Linked DNA regions of Rattus norvegicus: region 2 is linked to region 1. A link is a contact called in public Hi-C data. All regions are on one chromosome and are shown on one strand. Each heading gives the region's core, a stretch centred on a gene start, on an enhancer-like site or on the middle of the called end of the contact. The rest is flanking DNA. Distances are from core to core; before and after follow the strand shown. Region 1 has its middle 3.1 kb from the start of Id2. Region 2 overlaps LOC103692605 (a long non-coding RNA gene).

Region 1 (5,276 bases), core at 1,010-3,509:
GTCTGGTTCACAGTCCCTGAAAGGTCCTGGCTTTCGCAGTGAACTGTAGTCAACTCTCTGAGGATGTGGCCCAGGTCCTGCCCTTTCCCACAGAACAGGGCAATGGAGACACGTGCCTGGGGCCAGGGGTGGGGGCAACAATGACCCGTATGTGGCGGCGGCCGGCGGCGGCGGCGGCGGCGGCGGCGGCGGTGGTGGTGGTGGTGCTGGTGGTGGTGGTGGTGGTGGTGGTGGTGGTGGTGGTGGTGGTGGTGGTGGTGGTGGTGGTGGTGGTAGTGTGTGTGTGCGAGGTGGGAGGGAGGTGCAAGACCCTCGTGTGCTTTCCTTTAACTGCGGAGAAGTCTGTGAATTACCACTGGGAAGGAGGGAGTCTGGGGGGATGCCTAAAACTTGAGGGAAGTAGAAGAACGTCAAACTTAAAAAAAAAAAAAAAAAAAAAAAAAAAAAAAAAAAAAAACAAGTTTCCCAACCTGAACTGGAGCACCAATGTCTAGAGAGATGATGAGCCCAGTGGCCTGCAGAGCTAGCAAAAGGCAAAGCCCGGAGCTGCAGGCTCACCCAAGAAGCTCTAGCGGCCCCACCCCGCCAGGGGCGCGGCAGGGGTGCCCCGGGCGCACGTGGTGCGGGCTCCGGGCTCGGGTAGACTACAGTCCTGGACTTGGCTGTCTGCAGTGCGGCCGGCGCGCAAACGAGGCTGGAGCCAACCAAGGCGGAGGCAGCGCACACAATGTGTTTCTTGTTAGGGACTCCCAAGCCGGGCCAGGTTTTGCTTTTGGTGCGGCATTATAATATTAAGAAGCAGTTTGATTCCGGACAAGCCCGCCCTTGTTGCAGGCTGCTTGCGGGTTCCCACGGACGCCAGTGGGCAGACGCGGGTGGCCTGTGCGCTACGCTCTTTGCGCTTGGAGGGCTGGGGGGGGGGCTCCCTGCGGGCTGCGGCCTGGGGTCCCCGCGGTGACCCCGGCTCCGGTGGTGGCCCGACCAGCGGCGCGCGCCTCCCGGTGGCGCAGACTGGGCGACGCCAGCCCCCGCTCCCGCCAGTTCGCAGGCAGCCCGAGATTGTTTTCCAAGACATATCGCTCAGTCCAGTTAATTTTCCTTTTTAAATTTGGTGACCGGAGTAAAAGTCGCAGGAAAATCCTTTGTCAATGCCAAAAGCAGCCGCAAATCGGAGCACTTCACAGTATTGGTAACAAAATATTTGCGGCGCTCCATAGTTTAAATCGGACCCTTCCGCCGAATTTCCCAAACTTGACTTTCTTTGAACCAGGCTGGAAAGTGATCCTTCTAAAAGGGGATCAGACAGTGGCACGCAATTGGATTTGGCACGGCTTTTTTTTTTTTTTTTTTTTTTTTTTTTTTTTTTTTTTTTAGCTGGGACTCCAGATCTGCAGGTAAACAGAACTGTGAAGGAATCCTAGAAGGAGTTATGGCCGGAATTGTGGCGAGGCAAGGGCGGGCCGACTTATGGCTAAGCCATTGTAGTAGCTGCGACACTTCGCTAATGCCATTTATTAGCTGTGTGTGACACGAAGTGTAAGAGTCTTCAAAAAAAAAAAAAGTTACCCCAAAGAGAAAAACAAACATCCTCTTGTTTGCTTTAAGTGGCTTTGCTCTTTTTCCTTCAGTCCTAGCGCCCCTCATCTAAGGCCTTTTTAAACCCAAATTCGGTTTATCTGGTTTCAGGGTAAGGGCTCCCTCTTGCCAAGGTATTAAATAAACACGAAAAGCAAAAACTCGAATCCTTATACAACCCAGATGCTGTTTCCTCGAAAACCACAACAAACTCGGATAAGCCAGATAACAGCTCTGGCGGGTTGTGAGCCGCAACCCCCTCCCCCCAAATCCCCAGCCCTCCCACCCTCACCCTTGGGTTTTAGGGCCAGCAGAAGACGACTCTGCCGGACAGGCGATGAATAACGGCTGCTAACACTCTCAGCGGTGGATGAGCACCCTTGAGGGATCCGGGTGCCATAAACTATCCGGAAGTGTTGGCATCTGGTTCCTAAAAGGGAGCTTTCCCTGGAGATAAACCCGGACAGAGGAGGTGTCTGTGTCTCCAGGCTGACTTACAAGTTTCTGGATTCTAGGTGATGTCAGGAAAAAACTCACACTATGAAGGGGCTAGGCCTGCGCCCCCCAGCCCCCGCCACACCTCTCACCCCCCGCCGCTCTCCTAGCGGAAATGAGCACGCAGATGCGGGAGCTGCACGCTGAGTCTCAAGAGTGGCTAGAAGACCTCAGGCAGCAGTGCATCCTACCACCTCTCAGGGTGGAGGAGGGGCTGTTCGGGAAAAGTCTGATGCTTTTTGCATAACCACTAAGGATTCCTAAGAGGATGTCAGTAGGACCGGGCGCGGGGTGGGGGTGGGGGGTGAGGGGGCCGAGGATAAGGGTCCTTCAAAGACTTTTTTTTTCTTTTGGAGTCAAAGCCATCCGGGCGAGAACCAAGAAGATCCAGAGGAATAAATAAATCTTGTCCTGCGAAGAGACAGTGACCTCCTTTGCATCCACTGCTACCCTCCCGCCAGCTCCACGCCTCTATTGCAAAAACAAATGAAATAAAGCAAAACCTTTTGCTTTGGCAAGGTCTAAGCCGCATTACCCACACCCCCCATCCCCTTTTGCGAAGGAAGAGTTCTTCTCCCTCTCCCGGCCTTTTTTATTTTTTTTTCTCTCCTCCTCTTTTACACCCCCCCCTTTTTTTCCCCTATTCTTTTCTTCTCGGTCTTCCTTCTTCCCCCAAATCACTCGAAACTTAAGACGTGCAGAGGCTGCAGGTGCGCGCAGGCTGACGGCCCGGTCAGGGCGAGCCTGGGACCGCCGGGCCTTGCAGGCATTGATCAGCTGGGCGCGCGCGCTGAGTGACGGCGCGGTTACCATGGCAGCCGCCTGAGCGGCGCCGCGAGGACAAGGCTGCAGGGCGGCGTGAATGGGCGGCGTCACGCGCCTGGCGCCAGAGAGTCTGCTCCGGGGCTCCGGCTCCGGCCCCGCCGCGGCCTGGCCCGCGCGCCGCTGCCGCCGCCGCTGCTGCCAATTCATCACCTGTCAGGGATCACTCGGGGGGTCACGGGCGGAATGGACACAGCTGTGAGAACAAAACCGAGGGGAAGAAAGGCGAGAGCTCCCAATTGCGCCAGATGTGCAGAGAAGACCTTGAGACTCGCCCCCGCCAAGCCGGCTCCTCCCGCCCTCGTGGCATCACGCGGGGATAGTAGCCAAGGTGGCTGGGCCGGGACCTGCTTCTGATTATCGCGCGTGGCCTGGACATGGTGGGGGATCCGGGGGGCTGGTAGCAGGGTTCGGGCAACTCCAAGCGGGTCTGTTGCTTTAAATGGGGGGCGTCCCGGTGGGTAGCAGGGGCGGCCAATATCACACACACACACACACACACACACACACACACACACACCGCCGGAAGCCCTTCACACCTTCCCACCACCCACGGATCCCGCCCTTTCTGCATCTGGGCGCGTCCTGCAGCTGGGACCATTTGAACTTCAGGGCTCTCAGATGAAAATCCACACCAATGAACCGATTTTTATATACCATTATAAGCCGTCCCGAAAAGGGTTCCCACCAAATCCCCAGCCCCAAAACATAATTTTAAGAAATGTCAGCCCAGGCTTGCTGTGACAGACTTACTGGTAACTCCGTCCTTTTCAGTCATTAACTTATACAGTTTCACAATCCCCTTAAAATGATCTTTAAATGAATGCAAAAACTGGGTAGTGTGCCAACAGAATCCGATTCAGCGCAGCCCGGCAGACTGGACTCTGGCATGACAGCCAGAGAAAGAAACGCCAGAAAACTTTCACCATATTTAGCAATTTTACTATATCAGGGTACAGGAATGGTCTTGGGAGAAGGCGCTCATGCGTCGTCGCTGCCAGTGTGTCGAGCGATGCTGCACAGCGCTCATTATCATCCAGCCCAGGGCCTTTCTGTTGGAATAATGAGGCTGGCACCGGTGCTAACATACGGTGTCCTTGGAAAAAGCTAAGAATGCGTCAGTACCGCAGAGATGCAATGTCCAAGAATCATAAGTAATAATTTGAGAATCCCAGAGATGTTTGTTTACATTGGCTATTATTGTAAAATACTCAGAGTATAACATCATGAACCAAAAGTGTCAAAACAAAATCTGTTCCGCTGTGGCACGTATGTGACAGAAACACATGCACACAAAGTACATCAAGAGGCTCGAACTGTGGGGGGACTCAGATAGTAAATCACTACCAGCTTAATAACAGGACAGTTGTCAATAGAACACTGTCACTGAGTTTCAGGAGGCAGTGCAAGCCTTGTGCAGATTTCTCTGCAGGGCAGAGAGTCCTGCAGCCTCCAAACTGAGATGGCCGGATTTTACCACCACTACACCACCGGACTCTGCCTCCTTAGAGAGAAGCCCTGGGGCACATGGCTGTCACGTGGAGGTCAGAGACTGCCTGGCCCACCAGCTGAGGAATTAATCATTAATTGAAGGGAAAATACTGTTTCTTCACCACGGAGCTTTGCCCGGATTCTGCATTCTTTCTCTTTATTGCATTCAGAGGATGTGGGAGATTGAGACCAAAAAAACCCTTTCTGGGCTTAAGATAAATATTGTTTTCCTCTAATACACGACTAATATACAGTAGTCTTCAGCAGAACAAGAATTCAGAAATTAAAGCGTTGGAGTCAAGAGCTCCAAACTTTTTCAAAATGTAGCTGCATCTAGGAGGGGTGCTGAAAGATTCCAAACCTCGTACGTAACAGAATTTTCTTTAAAAACAGCGATAAGCTGTCAGTCAGTAGCTAGGACCACCTACCTGACAAAGAGCTTCCCAAGAGCTGTAAGTGCTGGAATGTTGACACCAGAAATCACGATTTGCGCATAATTAATCGCATCACTTTGCCACCTACACTGAAGGGCACAGACCAAGGGCAATGTATGTAAATGTAGTTCCAGTGTGCAAACCCCACTAATGACCTTCGATTAATGGAGTCATTATACTAACTCTGCCTCGTTCTCGAGGAGGAGGGGGGGTCCCGGACGTACCAGGTCCCTCAGGGCTCCTCTGTGGTCTGAGGGAGACCGCACAGTGCTCCCTACAATTCGTGTCACTGAGTTTCCGAGAAGGCCTCCCGCGTTGCTCCAAGTTGCAAAATCCCACGCTAAACCTGCCGTGAATGTGTATGTGGGTAGGTTTCCCGCCCCTCCTCCCCTTAAATAGCTTTTGCTTTATCTTAAAAGAAGGAACTCCACAAATGTGACTTCCCAAAGGCGCGCTTCT
Region 2 (5,276 bases), core at 1,825-4,324, 170 kb before region 1:
CGAGACACCATGAACACCAGAGTCCCCTATGGACTCATCGGAACCACTGAGAGTTGGTCTCTCCCCTGAGGGAAATGATATTTGAGGCACAGTCTGAGCCTCAGGAAGCTTTTAAGTCTCCCAGATGATTCTATTGTCATGCTTGGGAATCACTGCTCTATAATATTAGACTCCTTTCTCCCAATCTGGCATTTAAATGAACCAACCCTGACTTCCCTAGTCACACCGCTGGCCTCATTATGTAGGTGGAAAAAGCCTTCCGTTTTCACAGACAAACGTGACCCCCATAACAAATCCCCTTTATTGCCTTAAACTCGTGTGCAAGTCAACCAGTCAAGACTCGCAGTCCTTTTCCATTTATAAAATTACTGTTGTATGAATTTGGGTGAGGGCGTGGGGTCATGTGCCAGGTTCACGACGTAGGAGTCAGAGGCCACCTTTATGGAATTGGGTCCTTCTACTTCCACATGAGTTCCAGGGACAGATCTCTGGTCACCAGCCCTGCATGGCAAGTACTTTACCTGATGGGCCATATTGCCTGTCCTTATGACCAATTCTTTTGCTCCATAATTTTTTTCCACCTCACTGACCATCTTCCTTGTATCACTGTCACCGTCTGTACTTACTTAGTTGAGGCGGACAGTGGGCACTCATTTTCTGCATCCGATTCCACTGCTGGGACATAGACACTGAAAACTAGGGCTGCTCTCCTAATAACCTAACCCCCAAGGAGGTTTCAGTAGGAACCCTTCTTTTCTCTCCAGCCAAACATATCATGTGGAGACAGAAGCCCTGGGCACCCTCAGATATCTCTGTCTCTGTCTCTCTCTGTCTCTCTTTCTTGTCTCTCTGTCTCTCTCTGTCTGTCTCTCTGTCTCTGTCTCTCTCTGTTTCTTTGTATCTCTGTGTCTCCTCTCTCTCTCTCTCTCTCTCTCTCTCTCTCTCTCTCTCTCTCTCTCTCTCCGATTCTCTGGGTTCTAGAACTTTGGTTTAATCTATTGGTATCAGAGAACACAGCCTACCTCAGGATTAGCTATTCTCCAGACCTGAAGCAAAGACTCTCTTACCTCTTCTGTCCACTCCACCTCTCCACACCATCCTCAACGCCGTGGCTGTACAATGCAATAGGTCAAATATCTCATTGAGCTTACCAAGGGCAAGAAGACCCCCTCAATGGGCTGGTTACACGTCTCCTCTATCATGGCATGTCCTGATGTCACCCTTCAGCCCCAGACTGACCCTGACACAAATACAAGTCTCACGGGGAAGGCATAGCAAGTAAGGGATACACAGCTATCCCCCATCACAAACAGATTACTGGCCACAAGTGTCTGGACATGGTAAGACAGGCCTGTAATCCCAGGACCTGGGGTGGGGTAGAGATCAACAGTTCCAGGTTATCTTTGGCTACTTATAAAGTACCAGCCTGCGGTTTATGTGAGATCCGGTTTCAAAAAACAGACGAGCAACAAGACCAAAACCATGGTGCCCATGAGTGGATTGTCAGTATTTGCTACCAGTATTGAGCTGTGGCAAAATGGACTTCTCCCCTCTCCGCTGTGTTCTTATCTACACAGGGCAAAGCAGCATTTGTTCTGCTATCTGGCAGATAGGAGGAGGAGGAAGCGCTTGCAAGGGATCGAGTCTAATTGTCATGGCATAAACAGCAACTTCCCATAAAATCTGTCTCCTTTTGTATCGCTGTCAGATATTCCTGAAGCATCATGAGACTGCCGACAGATCTTCTCGGGTGGTCACCTCTCACGTCCATACACTGTCAGCGAGGAGACTGAGATGGCCACACAGGTTCTGTGGAGAAGAAGGGGTTAAGAACGGTTGACATTTATAAAAAAAAACGTGTCTAGGAAATACAAATGGTTGCTAACAAAAGCCATCTGGTAAGAGTTTGGATGACTCAGCAGGTACCATTTCCATTTCTAGAAAAACAACCCAGGCCACTTCAGTCTCACCTGGGCCTAGCCTGTAACGCAATTGCAATGAGTTATAGCTCAAGACAGATGCTGCCCGGACCAGGGCTTTGCACAGCCCTCTCCAGTCACTGCCTGGAGTCAACGCATAGTCCCAAGCCCACTCCTTAGAGCTCTCGGTTCAGGAGAACCATCTCAGAAAGGACCTGACCTGAGATGCTTTCAACTACAGGAGGCGTTCCAAGGGCAGGCAGGTGCAGCCGTGTGAGGCTGCTCACACATTTCCTGCTGGCTGCTTCCCAGACGGACTTGCCAGCCAGCACCGACATTGGTTAGAGCATTCAGCAAACCTTTGTGCAGCCCTGGCTTCAGCTCTGTATTCCAGAGACTTCTCTTTCAGTCACGCCACTTTCGGATGCTCAGACTGAGCGGATGAACACACATAGCGTTCTTATTTTTCAGTATTCCTCGGTGCCCAGTGGTCGTTGGGTGGATAACCTAAAACTGCATTTTATGTAACGTTGAAGAAGAAGTACTGTAGACCGCAATCCGTGCCTTCAATAGAGCTTACGCCAGTGTAAGACTTGATGGCCGGCCAGTGCCAATCCGGACCTCAGTCTCACTATGTCACACTCTCTGAAAGCAGCTGGTCATTCCAGTGTGGATCCACCAAGGAGTTAGGAACGCTGGAGCCCATGTTAGCCGATGGCTTCCCCTTGATGTAGACTAATAATGTTCTGCTTCCCACTACCTCGGCTCACACTGTCTCTCCCCCTCTCTTTCACGATCTTCCTCTCTTTTCCCCTCTTCCCATCTCGTTAAAAGAAAAAAGAAAACTTTTAGTAACACACCAATTAAGATCAACATTGCTCAACCAAATGACCCAACCGCAAGATTAAATAGCCAGGAGCCCCCACTTTCATATTGACTGGCACCAGGCTCTATTCTAAAGAGATTTACAGATTCGTTTCTTCCTCATACTGAGTCTATACGGCTCTTTTCACACACACACCCCCACCAGACAAAGGAGGGAAAGTAAGGCACAAAAGGAATTAAATCGCATGGCACTGAAGTCCGTGAGGTTTGTGACTCAGGCTCTCCTCCATTCGATGTGGCACGGTGCCAGGCGCATGGAGTGAGTAACCCAGGGTGTTCGTTCTTACGATGCCCAAGGATTGTAATCTGTCATCATCCAGAGCTGCTGGGGCTGTGACAGAGGAAGCGGGGCACTTCCTTTATGGAAACCGCTGGAGTTAATGGCTTTTATGCACCCCCCCCCCCCAGTGAAGCGGCCCCTAGAGTCCAGCATCATCTTATAAAAGTATCAGGATGAAACCTGTTGAGCCCAATATCCTGTGAGTATCAGCTGTGGCATCTGTAGGCCAGTGCCTAAGAAGGAAAGGTTTACCGGCTAAATAAAGTCTGGGTGTGTCTTGCTGCAAACCATTACCAGTGAGAGGGAACCAACCCCAGTGCCTCATTCATAACAAAGCAGACTAACAGTGCATCCCCAGCCATGATCTCCTGTTTGAAATGCACAAGGACGGGTTACCAAGGCAGAAAGTAAGACAGTCCTCTCAAGATTTGTCCGTTTACAGCACTCAGGAAGAAGTCATGAGGTTGATGGGAAAATCTGTCCTACTCTTCAATCCCCAGCAAACAGTTTAACATTTTCACTTGTACTCAAATGCCCAATCGCCACTGCTCCTAACAGGGGCAGCGAGGGTGCACCGCTCAGTTCTAGAAGTCAAAGCAAGGAACAGCAAGCAGGCTGTGGTGCCTGTCTGCTGAGGACCTAGAATTTGGCTTCCTGGCTTCTGAACAAGACAGGCACTCTGACCCGTGAACATGGAGATGTCAGGGGGTGTTCTGGCCTTCACTCGCTCTATCCCACATCACTGGATCTCCCTGGAGGAGCGAACGATCTTTTGTGGTTTGAGACTGAGTGAGTAACGCAGGGGCGTCTAAGAGCAGGCCTTCTCGGAGCTAGGTGTCTGCACCTGCTGTCGGGACAAAGAACCGCGATTCAAAGATTTCTGAGCAGGAAATGTCGAAGAATGATGTATCTTGATGAAGACAACCAAGAGAATGAAAACCGAAGGGCGTGCTCGCAGGGGCTCAGGGCCTACGCATCTCCAACCCGCCCAGCCTGAAGCCCTTCAAAGGCTTTCAGAGGCCTGTGCAGGTGGCAGGCCCTCTTCACTCTGCCTTTCACAGGTAACCCACCACCCACGGGACGCCCAGAAAGAAGGGAGAATGCTGCTGCAGGAAGGCAGTTGTGAGGAGCGGGCACCTCAGATAGAGGCTCAGGTATCTAAACTTTAACCTGGAAGTTCAAACTCCGGCCCAATTCCCTTGCTGGCTCCAGAGACCTGGCTTAGAGATAAGGCATTACGAAAGTTGTCTGCCAGAACCAGAGAGGGCATGAAGGGACTTGAAAATCCTAGGGGCTTAGATGCATTGTGGACACTATCAGGCAGGACTGAAGATGGTTGTCCAGTCAAGGACACCTGTTACCAGACCAGAACGTGTCTGCCAGGCCCTGCAACAGTAGTGTGGCCCACTGTGTGGTTGTACAATTCAGCATGGAGGGCCTCCAATCAGTCCAGAGCGTAGAATGTGGGCTCGGAATTGACAGGACTCTTAGAGCAGGTCACCTGAGTCAACAGCTCTTGGCGCGGTGCTGGCGTCCTGGGTGAGTGGAAGGGTCCACCCAGACAGCCCTTGTCCAGGCTCAGCCCTGGCTCACCCTCCAGGCGTGGAAACTGCTCCTAGGCAGGTGGCTGGGGCTCAGAGAGGGAAGGGAGTAGGGACATGGGGTTAAGGGACCTTGGTGGAGCATGCAAGGCTGTCTTCTAGCTCACCCACGCCTCCGGTGACAGCAGCACCTGCCTTGCAGCTGGGCGACCTCTTCTCCCCCACTCTTCCCCCAAAGGCCCCTCGTCTGGCCAGCAGCGCCTGGCTCCGCCTCCCGCTACACCCATCCGTGTATGCGATGGGACCCAGGACAGGACTGCCTGCTGCCTGCCTGCCTGCCGGATGCGGAGGTGGGGACTGGTGGGGGTGGGGTGGGGCTGGAGGTGGGGTGGAGGTGGAGGTGGGGGTGGAAGCAGGGAGAGGCTAAGCCCAAGGCGGCGCAATCTTATGCAAGCAAACATTCTGAAGACAACTAAGAGCACACAGGAATATACCTGTGATATAGGTATACAAGGAAGTTTGCAGTTTTATTTTTAGAGTTTATTTATTTATTTATTTGTTTGTTTGTTTATTTATTTATCTGCCTAGCTTGCAAGTAATTGGTTCTCTGATAGTATTTGCAGACGTGGTTTTTTTTTTGTAATTGATTCT

Evidence for each region. Hi-C and Micro-C count contacts between places; a contact is called where the count stands out from the background.
Region 2: a Hi-C map of the A7r5 cell line shows a contact between it and region 1, with 3 times the contacts expected there. The contact joins two enhancer-like sites. A contact is called at or near these places in 3 of 12 Hi-C or Micro-C datasets (the A7r5 cell line, the Rat2 cell line and mammary epithelial cells) and 1 of 1 datasets of contacts at active chromatin or transcription factors (oligodendrocytes).

What each region holds. Positions count from the first base shown.
Region 1 is chr6:47,471,439-47,476,714 of GRCr8, reverse strand. No RefSeq gene overlaps it. Among named protein-coding and RNA genes, the nearest start is that of Id2, 3.1 kb to the right of the region's middle. Within about 2 kb of position 2,259, at least 36 of the 93 cell types and tissues checked have an H3K27ac peak or open chromatin away from gene starts, as enhancers often do. A contact at or near this core is called in the A7r5 cell line, where this site is marked.
Region 2 is chr6:47,643,794-47,649,069 of GRCr8, reverse strand. LOC103692605 (a long non-coding RNA gene) reads right to left here. Exons shown (of 2, transcript XR_001838348.3): 2 at 2,895-5,276. Among named protein-coding and RNA genes, the nearest start is that of Id2, 180 kb to the right of the region's middle. Within about 2 kb of position 3,074, at least 8 of the 93 cell types and tissues checked have an H3K27ac peak or open chromatin away from gene starts, as enhancers often do. A contact at or near this core is called in the A7r5 cell line, where this site is marked.